Regions from separate parts of the Podarcis muralis genome. Here region 1 is linked to region 2. The links are chromatin contacts, called in public Hi-C maps. All regions are on one chromosome and are shown on one strand. Each heading gives the region's core, a stretch centred on a gene start, on an enhancer-like site or on the middle of the called end of the contact. The rest is flanking DNA. Distances are from core to core; before and after follow the strand shown.

Region 1 (6,949 bases), core at 2,198-4,697, 170 kb after region 2:
AGCTTTAATCTGTGCAGGCTAACCCAGTGGTTACAAAGACCACATGAAAATGTCTTAGGGTCTTGGTGGACCACTTAATGTTTTCTCTGCCCACTGTAGCAATTATAATGCACTGTGCTAGATGTTGTAGGATTTTTCATTGTATTTTTAAGGGCACACCATGGACCACCTGAATGAAGCTTGTGGATCACTGATGGTTTATGAACAACAGTTTGGGAACCCTTATGCTGGCCTATATTCTCAAACTACTTTAAAGGTTTTAAAACTGATTATACTGCTCTTATACTGTTACACAGCCCCCACTCATTTTATAGGGACTGCTCTGAATTCCACACGTGCCATACTTGGAAATATAAAGTAGTAGAGAAGACATCTGCAAATGCCATCATCTCTTAATGTAAGGATATGTGCATTTTTGCTATTTCACAGAATCGCTTTGTCAGGGCATTTTGGTTAAATTTGAAAACATGCACACTTACACCAGGGGCAATCAACATGGTGTCCTCCAAGTTGTTAGACTTCAACTCCCATTACTCCTGCCATGGAAGTATTGGCCAGTGCTCAGGGACTATGACAGTTGCACTACAACACATGGAGTACACCATTTTGGCTATCCCTGGTTTACAAGAGAGAATTTGGCCCATTTTTTAAATAAAAAAACCAGCTATATAGTTGCTAAATATTACCCAGGAGGTTACCACTGGCTGACATCTAATATTGGGGGAAAATTCAGCAACCATTAAAGTTTTAAAAAAATATTTCAAAGGGCTAGTAAAAGAAATGAATAGCAACTCAAGGACAAATCAACAAATATATACATGATACTTTTATAGTTTCTCAGATTTAACAATCACAGATTGGAGCTCTGAAAGTCATGGCTGTATTGGATGTAAGACTTCTACCAAAAAAATTTACACCAACCTGGCTAAATGTTGGTTTATTGTGCAACCGAGAACACCGGTCTCCATGACGGCATGCTCCGATTTTGAAGTAAAAAGAACAGTTGACTCTGAAACCAAAAGACACAAAAATTGTATCAACTGAAACAATTTCTATACAAACTAGTTATGGAGTTATAGCTAAGCTTATTAATCAAAAGAATACACTCTGGCCAGGCAAAAGCACTTGAATTGTGAAGCAGGGCCAGCCAAGGCATGGCCAGCGGAGTCCTGAGGTCTAGAAGAGGTGTTCTCCGTTCCTGTGCTAGTTCATATATTTTAGCAATGATTCCACTACAATTGATATTGGCTGTTTTAAAGTACAGTACCGCCTTCTCTAAAACTGAGAATGGTGAAAGCTGTAAGTTGGGGTCTGAGGGAAGATGTGCATCCTTGTCAATTCTTCACTGTCTTCACTCAGTAGCTCTCCAGGGTTTCTGACAGGAGTCTTTTCCCAGCCCAATCTGGACATGCTAGGCTAGGGATTGAATCTGGGACCGTCTATAAAACAAGCAGATACTCTGCCTCAACCTATGGCACTTTCTCCTCTCCATTTGTCCACTACTAGGGCATGGTGGATACTAGATGGGGTGGGAACATTCATATCATAGGTGTGAAATGCAGATATCAGCTGCTTTATTTCCACACCATAGAAAAGTTGAAAAAAGCAGTTTTGGCAGGCATGTGACAACACTTGTATACATATGATAATGAGTCTTCTGCACCGTTGTCTGCAAGTTGGAGACATTCAGTTGCTCAGTGCTGCACTAACTTGGGTAGCATAGTAGTAAGCTGCCCCCAGAAATGGCTTTCAATGAGAGTAAAATAGAACATGCTGCATGGTCTGGTTTTTACTGTTTCTGCCCAGTTAGGAAATTCAAGTTTACTGCTTCCTCCCAGTATCAGTGCATGGACATGAAGTTTAGTAGTGAGCAAAGGAGTTTCTTCAGCTTAGATAGATTGAGACCTGCTTCCCTCCTCTCCCTGTGAACAGAAAAGTGGAGTGGAAGGCAGATGTCCCCAGCTCAAAGGGCCACAACCCTCCTCCTCTAAAATATTATGTACAGTTTTCTACCTCATGTACCTTTTATATATATATATATATATATATATATATATATATATATATATATATATATATATATATATATACACACAGATAGATTGATTGATTTGAGTGTGATCATGAAAGCCAGCTTGAACACTTCTATTGAGGCTGTAGTTGCACTAACAGAACAAACTCTGCGCCCCTTCAAAACTCCTTAGGCGTGATGAGAAAGCGTTACGTCCAGGAGACACACAAGGGGATTTCCCCCACGAGATCTTCAGCGGCGACCCTGCTGCCAGGCCGACCATTTTAGCAGCGCCGGCCCTTCCCCCTTCCCCTCATGAGGAAAACCAAGAGGAGAGCAGAGGAGGAAAAAAACGAATCTGGGGGATTCCTCGCAGTCGTGAGCCCGCCATCAGCTCTTTACCGGAAGGGCGCGCGCGCCCCCTGGGCTGTTGGCGGGCAGGCAGGCGCGCGAGCGAGCGCGCTCCCTCCCTCGGCTCGTGAGGGAAGGAAGTAGCGCGCCCGCTAAGGTCCAATAGGGAGCGCCTCTCCGGCTTGCACGAGGCAGACACTTTGCAGCAGCAGCAGCAGCAACGGAACAAGGGCTGAAGGAGGTTTCGCGCGCTCGAGGCTTCTACGGCCAAGAACCGCGCACGCGCACGAGAGAGCGAGGAGAAAAAGGGCTCCTCGTGGGGAACCATTGTTAGGAATGGCCCCCGCCAGGGCGCTGACACAGGCCCCACCACCCACCCCGCAAGCGACGGGCGTTCACGTCGGCCCGGACCCCGCCCTTGGAGAGAGAGGGGAGGAAGAACCCACTCACTTGTCTTTCTCGGTACCGAAGATGGAGGCCAGATACTCCGCCATCTCCCACAAGCTGCCCTGCCCGGCCGCCCGCCGGACACCTCGGCACCCCGCTTAAGACGTCACAACCCCGCGCCGGAAACGGCCTCGCCGCCCGCCACCCGCTGCAACGATCAAGCGCCGGCGACCAATCAGCGCGAAAGGCAGGGGCTGCGGGGAAAGGCTTCGCGCACGCGCCTGGTGCAGCTGTCTCCGCCATGCGCCCGCGCGGGGTGACTTGGCTTCTCCCCCTCCCCCCCGGTTCTTCTTCCATCGCCATTCGGGATACGCCCACCCCGGAGATTTCTCCATAGGGGCAGTTGCTCCTAGCTGGCGTGTCTCGGTTTGTCACTCACTCCTCCATACTTGGTTCCATTATTAAATAAAAGTTTATTTGGGAAGGAATCAGATCAGACTCCGGTCCTTGCTGCTGCAACTGTACCCCGTTCCAAGAAAATGTCTGTATTTGCCTTTAAAACCGGGCAGGGAAAAGCCCTATTATGTGTTGTGTGAAGGTGCCGATAGAAATACTTTAAAATTTCGTTAGCCTGAACTGCATTTGAGATCCGCAGTGCGGGGGGGGGGGGGACGGGGGACGGACGGACGGTTTTTGGTGGACACAGGCTGGTGAATAAGCTAATAGCATGCGGTTCTGCATGAGGGAGGGGGTGATCTACCAGAAACGGAGGGTAATCTGCCCTTAGATGTCATCTTTCCAGCAGCTCTGTAAGGTAAATCATTTTAGCTATCCTTACATGATATGTGGGAAGATGGTCCCGGAGAATTAAAAAAAAGTTGCCTTTTTAATGTAAGATTTTTGGCTCATATCTGGTTTCACTCCTACTGATCTCTCTACAAATGGTAGGTGATGGCAGCAGGATGGATTTTATACAGACAGTGAACAAAAAATGAAATCTATCTTTACTTTTAACCATTGTGCCAGAGAGTGGGGTTCGGTAAAACAATTGAAAGCCGATTTGCACGACACTTATCCTGCCAATCTGCCAAGAGGGTTCAGTAAGCTAATACCAAAAGCTGCTTCTGTTTGACAAAGGGTCCCTGTAACCTTCTGTTGACCCCCCTCCCCCAAGAATGACTTCCAAGGACATTCTTGACTGTCATCCTTTGCCACATGCCAGAAGCATGTCCTCGGTCTGCTAATGATAGTCTTAAGCAGGTGAGAGCAGACACTTCTCTTTCCTAGTACAGACCCTGCATCTTCCCAAATTCATTATCCTGGGTGAGGAGGGACCACTCTTGTTATTGTGAGATCACAAATCTCACCTAACCGGGGCAAGTCTGATTAACACTTTGGGGGCTTGATCATCCATGGAAACATCAGTTGGGCAGGATAAAATGTACGGGCAGCCTCTTTTATCAGCTCAAAACTTTTTTCAGCAGTTTTGCAACCAGATTTTTTAAACAAAACCCACACCAACAAGGTGGCTTTGTGACTGATACAGGACCATGCTGGCTGCTGCTGGATTTCCTCCAGAAACTGCAAATCTGGATTAAATGGGGTGGGGAATTTTGATGGGAATTTTAAATGGGCTGGCATTTTGATGATGCGAGGACACTGCCAAAAAACTTGAATGCATGAGAAACATCTATCTGACAATAAACACCCACAGTCTGGCAGGGTGGAAGAACAGAATCTTGGGTGCACATCTACAGGGAGGAAAATGGGAGCAGGAGAGTTAATCAGCCCACCCACATACCTTGCATTCACATTATCTGGGAACATGCTTTTTGTCAAGCTACAGTGTTCTTTCCTCATTGGCATAAGTATGACTCTCATGCTGAATGTATTGTGAAAAAGTATTGTAGTATGACAGGGGACGCGCGATCACAATAAATTGCCCATTGAGAAGGGAGGAACCCACAAAACTCCTGAACCAAGAAGTAATTCATTAAATTACACCATAAAATCATGTGCATGCTGATCAGAAGTAACCCATTCTATAGTGGTACCTCGGGTTAAGAACTTAACTCGTTCTGGAGGTCCGTTCTTAACCTGAAACTGTTCTTAACCTGAGGTACCACTTTAGCTAATGGGGCCTCCCGCTGCCGCCACACGATTTCTGTTCTCATCCTGAAGCAAAGTTCTTAACTTGAGGTACTATTTCTGGGTTAGCGGAGTCTAACCTGAAGCGTATGTAACCTGAAGCATCTGTAACCCAAGATACCACTGTATCAGTTGGGCTTCCTCCTGTGTAAGTGTATGTGGAATTTTAGTCTTAAGCAAGAATTTAAGTTGAGGGGTGGGTGGAGATAAAAAGGTGCACCATAACTGCTGAGAAGTAAAATTTAACTCAGTGTTACATTTATATGACTGTTACTCCCTCCAGTGGTAAAAAGAAGCAACTTCTCCCAGAGAAGTATGTGCAGGCAGGAAATGGTTTCTGAATCAGAGTTTTAGATGGGCTGTACCCATCTCAGGTATCTCAGGTTACATACGCTTCAGGTTACAGACTCTGCTAACCCAGAAATAGTGCTTCAGGTTAAGAACTTTGCTTCAGGATGAGAACAGAAATCGTGTGGCGGCAGCAGGAGGCCCCATTAGCTAAAGTGGTGCTTCAGGTTAAGAACAGTTTCAGGTTAAGAACAGACCTCCGGAACGAATTAAGTACTTAACCCAAGGTACCACTGTAATGAATGCAGCAGCCTTTATCAACCTGGCACTAGGCTGGAACAAAAGCAAAAGCACTCTCTCCACTTGTGATTCCCACCCAGTAGCATTCAGAGGCATACTGTGCCTGGGCTCATCCAGACTTCCTTTTGTGCCACATTTCTCACACATGTCTGTACTTTAAAGCTCTTATGTCCAAGTGCCTCCCCCCCCCCCCGTGCTTACCCCACAAAAACCTGCTCTTTACCACTGGAAGCAATTCTGCAAAAAACAAAACAAAACAAAACCAACCCCAGATTGCCAGTTGTTCTGATTTACCGTGAAAGAGCGGGTTTTCCTGGGGAAATAAGTGCTCAGACATGGACTGGGAAAGCGTGGTTCTGTGCCTAGAATGCATAGGGCAAAAGCTAAGTGTGGATGAGCCCTCAGACTGTGGAGGTGGAAGACATATCCTGAGCACCAAACCTTGCTGCCTGTCCATGGTATGCCATGCTTTGAGCTGCTTCCTCCACTACTGCACCCCAATTTCCTGATGGTTTCTTCATACAGACCATAGTTATCTTGTGGAATTCACTGTCTTAAAATGCAGTAATGACAACTGCATTGGATGGCCTTTAAAAAAATGGTTTAGACAAATGCTTGATGATACATCTGTCAACAGCTAATAGTCATTGCATCTCAGTGGAACCTCAGCATACCACTGAGCACCAGATGTTAGGATAAATTAGAGGAAGGCCATCCGCTTCACTCTGGCTTGTGAATTTCCAGAGGCACCTGGTTGGTGGGATGCTGTTGGCCGCAGAATGCTGGACTTCATGGAGCAGGTCCACTTAAAGTTTCCTCAGCCCCACATAGCCAGAAAACAGTTTTGCTCTTTACACATTAATTTCCATTCCAGAAGCTATGCAATTTCCCTCCCAAATTTCCCAATCATTTGTTTCCCTCCCACTTTCCCATCGAGGAAAGGAATTTGGGGTAGTGAAAATTAATTTTGGGGAAGGTGGGAATCTGGATCGAGAAGGGCCATAGCTTAGAAGAACCCAAACCCTGGCCTATTTTTAGTGTTCTTCAGAGTAACTAGTCTGAGGAGAAGAACTGGAGACAGCCATCTTCAGGTTGGTTCCTCAAGTTCATAGAATGACAGCACTAACTTCCTTTCAGAATAGAGTTACCAGATCCATTCCCTGTTATAGACTCAGAGATGCCGCCCACAATAGGTAGGTAAAATTACGGGGCATGTCGGGAACTCTCGTAGCGGCATCCTAGTCATATTGTACTGGACAAAAGGTGAAGAGGAACCTGTGGGGCAAGGATGTGAATGGTGTGAAATGGGACATTCTCAAGAAACCATCTCTTATAATAAAATGAATATCCATTGACCTTACGGAGTTGACTATCCTCATTCTCTTCACTTAGATGGAATTGGAATTTATCACTGGATGGGGCTAGGGTGAAGAAAGCTCTTAGAGACAATAATTTTATTCTCGG
Region 2 (6,142 bases), core at 716-3,215:
CATTCCCAAGTAAATGCACTGAGCACCAGGGCAGCAGAAGCAAGCACCATTTTATCTGTGTAGGTGCTATGATTTAAGCGAGTTTTAAAAATGACAAACTGCATATGCCCAGCACACTTTTTATTATTAGGGTAGTCAAATAGTTTTTTGCTTGGTATATTTCTCTAACTGATCAGGGATGTGGAAGCACTTGTAAAGTGTGGAATGGTGGTGGAAGGGAGAAATATTAAATTATGTAGTTCACAACTGAAGAAAAACACACGACCATTTAAAACCCCATCCCATACCGGACTATTGAGTCCAAGGTTTAGAATCAATTAGCTGCATCACTGCATATAAGTAGTTTGTATTCCTCAATTTGTTTTTGTATTTTATGTGACATTGGTGGTAGCAGCAACATTTATTTTCAGCTACAAACAACAACTCTAAGAGATGTAAATGCCATTCAACAGAGTTTCTGAATAAATGGGAATGCAGCGGATTTCCTACTGCAGATTAAGGAAAATTTAAACAGTCTTACCCTTGATTCTGTTGAAGTTTCTCTGTTGCTGTGGAACAGTCATAAATGAAAATATCTTCATTCCTGGAAATTATATAATTACATCAGGTCAGTATTTTCCAATAAGCATAGTATCAGTTGTGTCTCATCTTACTTACCATGCCTTTTTAAACAGTAAAATTTCAAAATTAATGAGGTTTTCTGTTTCATTTTATTGCAGAGGAACATATAGACATGGAAAATACTAGGGCAGAAAACACAGAGAAGTTTTAGAATCTTTTATGAAAAGTATCTTTTACATGGTTCTTTTTTTCAAACTTCTGCATTATTACCACAGATGTCAGTACCTCTATACAGTAAATGTAATTAAATGGTCCATTATTTATTGGCCAGAGACTGATACAGAGCTTCCTTATAGCACAGCTTTATACATTTCCACTCAGAAGTATATCCCATTGAGTTAAATGGGATTTACCCATTTCACAGTTCAATTACAGAATCCGTCTATTAAGAGGGATCAGGTAGTAACCATGGGAAGTTAGAAAACAATAGGCGTGGAGACCTATTGTCAGCACTAACAATACACTGTCTACCTAGAGTAGCTGACTCAAAATAAAGCAACTCATTATATAATATCTTGAAACCCAAGTGATCATATATTTTCAGAAGAGCAGTGGGTAATACATTCTCCAAAGCAGAAAATGTGCAGAAAATAAGAAGCAGAGAACGTGCGTACTCTGATTGCTTTTACTTCTGAAAGCATTATCTATTTTGGAACCTTTTTAGCAGGAAAAAACATGTAAATTCAATCATCCTAAACCTATAAGGATGGAGAAAGGCTGTCCACCCCCTTCATCCGACCAGCATTTCATTTGTCGGAAGAGCACTGCAGCCTATTTCCTCTAATTATATAGATCAGCGTTGTCACTCAACTTTTCTAAGCTGATCAGCATTATGCACACTGACCAGCTGCCTGGATAAACTGTGTGCACACTGCCACCGGTTATTGATCCTGACCCACTGTGAGTATAAAAGGAGGGCAGCTTTGAAGTAACTGATCAGAATTAAAGGGTCACCCGGTTACCGCTTTACACACTCCGTTAAGGAAAAACACAACCCTTCTCACACAGCGGCTGCCTTACAGCGGAATCTTAACCGTGCCTACTCAGAGTAAGTTCAATGGTAAATGCTGTTAGGGCTGCAGTCTCAGCAGATATATAGACAAGACGACGGGAGAGCGAGGCTAGAAGAGGCTGAACAGGAGCTCCTCGGCCCGGTTTCACTCACCCAGGCTCTTTGTAAAGGGCCGCCAGGACCTTGGCTCCACCGGTGACCACCATCAGGTCCCCACAGACGGCCAGCTCCGGGGAAGAACCCGCAACCCCGGCGGGGTCAGCCGCCTCCATGCCTGACAACAGAGCCGCGTGCGGGAAGCCACACAGCCGTCGCCGGCAAATGACGTCACTGCGGGACTCCTTGGCAAGGGCCCCTCCTCCCCAGTTGAGGAACGGGAATCCCCACCTCTCCCTTGCCGTCACTCAGCAGCAAGAGAGCGCTGCTCATTGGATACTGCAGGGAATGTGGGCAGAGCAAGACCCTTGACAGGGGAGGGACCTTTTCCTCCTGGGCGGAGGTTGCAGCAGGGACGAGGTTGGGTGGGACGCCGACATGGCGACGGCTCTGCTAATCTCCTGCGGCCGTACTGCCGTGCTCAAGGTAACCGAGGGTGAAGATCCGAGAGGCGCTTTCGGGCTGGCCGCTCCGTCGCCACAGTGCCGTTTATAATGTTTGTGCCCGTGGACGGACCTTGTGTGCGTCAGGATTCGACCTGGCGTTTCCGGGTTGTGCAGCTTGAGTCAGTGCATTATTCCTTGGCAGTAAGTTTTGCTGATTTCAGTGGGACTTACTCCCGAGAAGATGGCAGTAGGGCAGGCTTCCCCAGCCTCGGCCCTCCAGATGTTTTTGGCCTACAATTCCCATGACCCCTAGCTAGCAGGACCAGGGATGATGGGAATTGTAGTCCCAAAAGCATCTGGAGGGATGAGGTTGAGGAAGCCTGCAGTAGGGTTTTAGCTGTAACTTCAAAGCCTGCAGGGCAATGGGCAAACTCTTAGCTGCCTCTTTGATTTTGGCTTTTCATGCTATCATTTATTTTTATTGATATTGAACGGTGGAGGCTGTCACTCAGAGGTAACGCCCAACATTTGCATCCAAAAGATCTCAAATTCAGTCTGGCATGTGTAGGTAAAGGATCTCTGGTAGCAAAGCCAGGAAATAACTTTTCCCGAGGCCTTGGAGAGCAGGAGAACCACTGTAAGTCAGACTAGAGCATGCTTGGCAGATTACATTTTCATTAATTTGGGGAGAGATATGGAAAAATCACATAATTGCTGTTGCCGGTTGCTGTATTGTTCTACCTCACTGAGGGCTGCTTTGCTGACACCCTAGCCCTCGCTCATGGGACAAGTGCTTGCATTTTTTTTCTAGAACACGGATTGGATGAACCAGTCCTGATTGCTCCTGGGCCACATAGTGCCTACTGTGATTTTTTGCAATTAATGCAGGTCTAGAAGGATTTTCTGGACCCTGACTTGACCAATCAATATATTTCTTACTTTTTAAAGAAAGAGAGTGCACCCTACATTACCTAATGCTGTTTAACAGCCCTAACTAGTATAGATCATCTGACTATGTGCTGTTGCTTTTATAACCTTAAACCTTAAACTTCCCAAGGGGGCTTGGTGGGACCTGCACCCAAAAGAGCCTTATTTGAGTGCCTGTTATCTCCTCCTACATTCTGTCTGGGGACTCATGCCAGATGCAGACACTTTACCACCACCCACCACCACCTGTGCTTCAGCAGTAGATTCAAGGGAACCCCCAACTATGAACTCAACACTGTGACACACACACACACACCCCGCCGCATGGAGTTCCTTCCATCAGCTTAGGCTAGTGGCCTACTCGCAAACCTATCTAGTAGGGATAACTTGGCTACAGTAATCTATGCTCTGGTAACCTCAAGTCTGGATTGCTGCAATATGTTTTATGTGGGGCTGCCTTTGAAAATGTTAAGAGCTTGAGTTAGTTCAGAATGTGCCTGGCCAACTGGTGATGGATTTGAGGCAACATAAGACATGCCTGCTGGATCAAGCCAGTGGCCAGTGGCGCAGCTATGGTCCAGCATCCTGAGGGAAGCCTGCAAGTTGGACATGAACACAACAGCATTCTGCCCATCTGTGATGTTCAGCAACTTTATTCAGAGGCATAATGCCTCTGACAGTAGAGAGAGAACATAGCCATGAATTTGTCTGTAAGAACAGATAATATAACACCTAGTCTGTTCCAACTTTGCTAGCTGCCTGCATGCTTCCAAGCCCAATTCAAAGTGATGGTTTTGACATACAAAGCTCTTTCCTGCTCAGGACTCCAGTATCTTCTGGAATGCCTCTCCCTATACGAGAGACCCATAGATCTTTGTTTGAGGCTCTTCTCCCTTCTGAGGGAGGCTAATGACAAAGGAGAGGGCCTTTTCAGTTTTGGCTTTGTATCTGTGGAATTTGCTCCCCACTGAAGCCTTCATTGACATCTTTTTGGCACCAGGCAAAGGCTTAGCTTTTGTCCCAGGCTTTTGACAGACTAAGACTATATTGCTTGTTATTAGTATGCTGCCAAAGCGTCCTGTGGCTATTATGGGGTTGTTGGTTGCTCTGTTTTATGGTATAATATATTTGTGATTTTAGCAGAATTGTAAGTCACTTGGAGTCCTTCGAGTAACAAGCAGTCAACAAACCAAATAATAGAAGTAGTAGTGCAAGTACTGACATGGTTAGCTTGTGTTCATATTCCTCTTTAACAGGTGCTATAAACTATAGGTTGTTGTGGTGCAGGCTTTAAATCTTCTAGTTGTATAAGGCTATAAATTCTGCAGTGAGTATTTCTTCAGGTATGTTTAGTGCCACTTGCCACTTTTAGACTACCAATAATTTCTTCACTGGTAAAATAATAAAGTTCCTTACGGCCCAGGTAAAAGGCATGGTGGCTTTATTAGATGTGAACCTACATTAATGTAATATTCTACAATGATGCAGAAGGTGTATGTTGTTGTTGTTGTCTTCATTCTCTCCCACCCGCACCCCAAATTGTACATTACATTCACTTGTCAATCAGTTCTGTATTTGGAGCAGGAGAAAGAAGCACACTTCAGTGTGCTAGCACCAAGTTTTAACATTCCTCTTAATTGCAAGGCATCTGTAACCATTTCCAGATATAATAATAAAAAAGCATTTATTTGCACTGTACCTGTTTTATCTGCACAGAGCTGTGTCAAAATCCTTATTTGAATGTAAAGTCCATTTACTTGTACCAAACTTATGCCCCTTTACGTGAGGCTGGAAAAAACTAGGTATATTTGTACAGGTGCATAAGCATTTGATATATATGGCTAGGACCTGAAGTAAGAATATTTGTTTGAGAGTAAGGGTGTCTTTTTATATTTCTAAAAGTTTGTGCATGTTCTATGTGAATACTTGTTGGTACAAATGGGTATACATGTAGCAGCATAGGCTTTTGTTATTTAAGACAACATTTCAGATTTCATAGTTTTCTTAATTTGCACAGTTTATGCTCTGGAAGGAATTGCAGGGAGTGAGTGGTCTGTTTCATCACAACTGCTGTACATATATGCCTGATTTTTAGTCATATTTGTGTACATTGTGTATTATACTTTTTGTAGCCTGAGTAATTATAAATGACATTATTAAATCAAGTGTCTTTCTAATTATTACAGATTTTCTACTTATTTCAAATTCTTTTACAGACTTTTAAGTTGCAAGCATGGGGGCTTCGAAGTGTACCTCCTGCTGTATCTCTCTGCACCAAACCAGGGGGTGATAAGAAAGTCTCCAAAAAAAGTAAGGTACCTTTTCTTATTTGTTAATTATGCAAGTTATAAGATGGTTTGCATAACATTTTGTAACAATATTGAACAAAAGTTTGTTAGTTTTAATGGTCTGCAGAATGTTAAGATTCAGACTTTTAAAATTACATCTAGTGGTTATTACCATATTCTAGGCAGTGTAGAGGACTTGTATAGCAACTTTTAAAGCCACAGGTTCACCTAAAATATCAAGGTTTATTTCTAAAATAATTGGATTATTCTAACATCTTTTAAGAGATTAAAACATTCAAAGCAGCAATACTTGCAGCTGTCAACCTATTAAACTCCATTTAGCAATTTCAGTGTAATAGACAGAAGGCAGATATTTTAGGAAAACACTCTCTATAATTAGCCATTAGAACAGGAATACTGGACTACAAGTCCCATCATCCCTTATCATTGGCCATGCTAGCTGAGACTGATGGGAGTTGGGAGTCCAACAGCTCCAGGAGGGCCAGGTTCATCTCTGTTGTAGAGTTTAATGATTTCTAACAAATGGATGACAGGAAAGCAGAGCTCAAGGCAATTAGCCAACCCAGTGAAGTTCACATTTCTCACTACATCAATGTCATTCCCAGCAGCTCTTTGGGTTTTTCTTTATTTTTCTTTATTTGCAGTAAATTTACATCACATGCCTTGCCTGTATCTAAAATCATTTCAGGGGAATATTTAACAGCATTACCAGCTCCAATAAATGTAAGGTT

The links. Hi-C and Micro-C count contacts between places; a contact is called where the count stands out from the background.
Region 1: a Hi-C map of blood shows a contact between it and region 2, with 2.7 times the contacts expected there. The contact joins the promoter of CRYAA here to the promoter of WDR4 in region 2. A contact is called at or near these places in 2 of 3 Hi-C or Micro-C datasets (blood and tail).

The regions. Positions count from the first base shown.
Region 1 is chr4:57,190,656-57,197,604 of rPodMur119.hap1.1, forward strand. It overlaps CRYAA (crystallin alpha A), which reads left to right and starts at 3,448. Exons shown (of 4, transcript XM_028727298.2): 1 at 3,448-3,563. U2AF1 (U2 small nuclear RNA auxiliary factor 1) reads right to left here and starts at 2,969. Exons shown (of 9, transcript XM_028727295.2): 1 at 2,813-2,969; 2 at 922-1,009. The coding sequence starts at 968.
Region 2 is chr4:57,026,798-57,032,939 of rPodMur119.hap1.1, forward strand. It overlaps WDR4 (WDR4 tRNA N7-guanosine methyltransferase non-catalytic subunit), which reads right to left and starts at 1,966. Exons shown (of 11, transcript XM_028727272.2): 1 at 1,787-1,966; 2 at 521-583. The coding sequence starts at 1,905. NDUFV3 (NADH:ubiquinone oxidoreductase subunit V3) reads left to right here and starts at 2,063. Exons shown (of 4, transcript XM_028727273.2): 1 at 2,063-2,215; 2 at 5,319-5,412. The coding sequence starts at 2,168.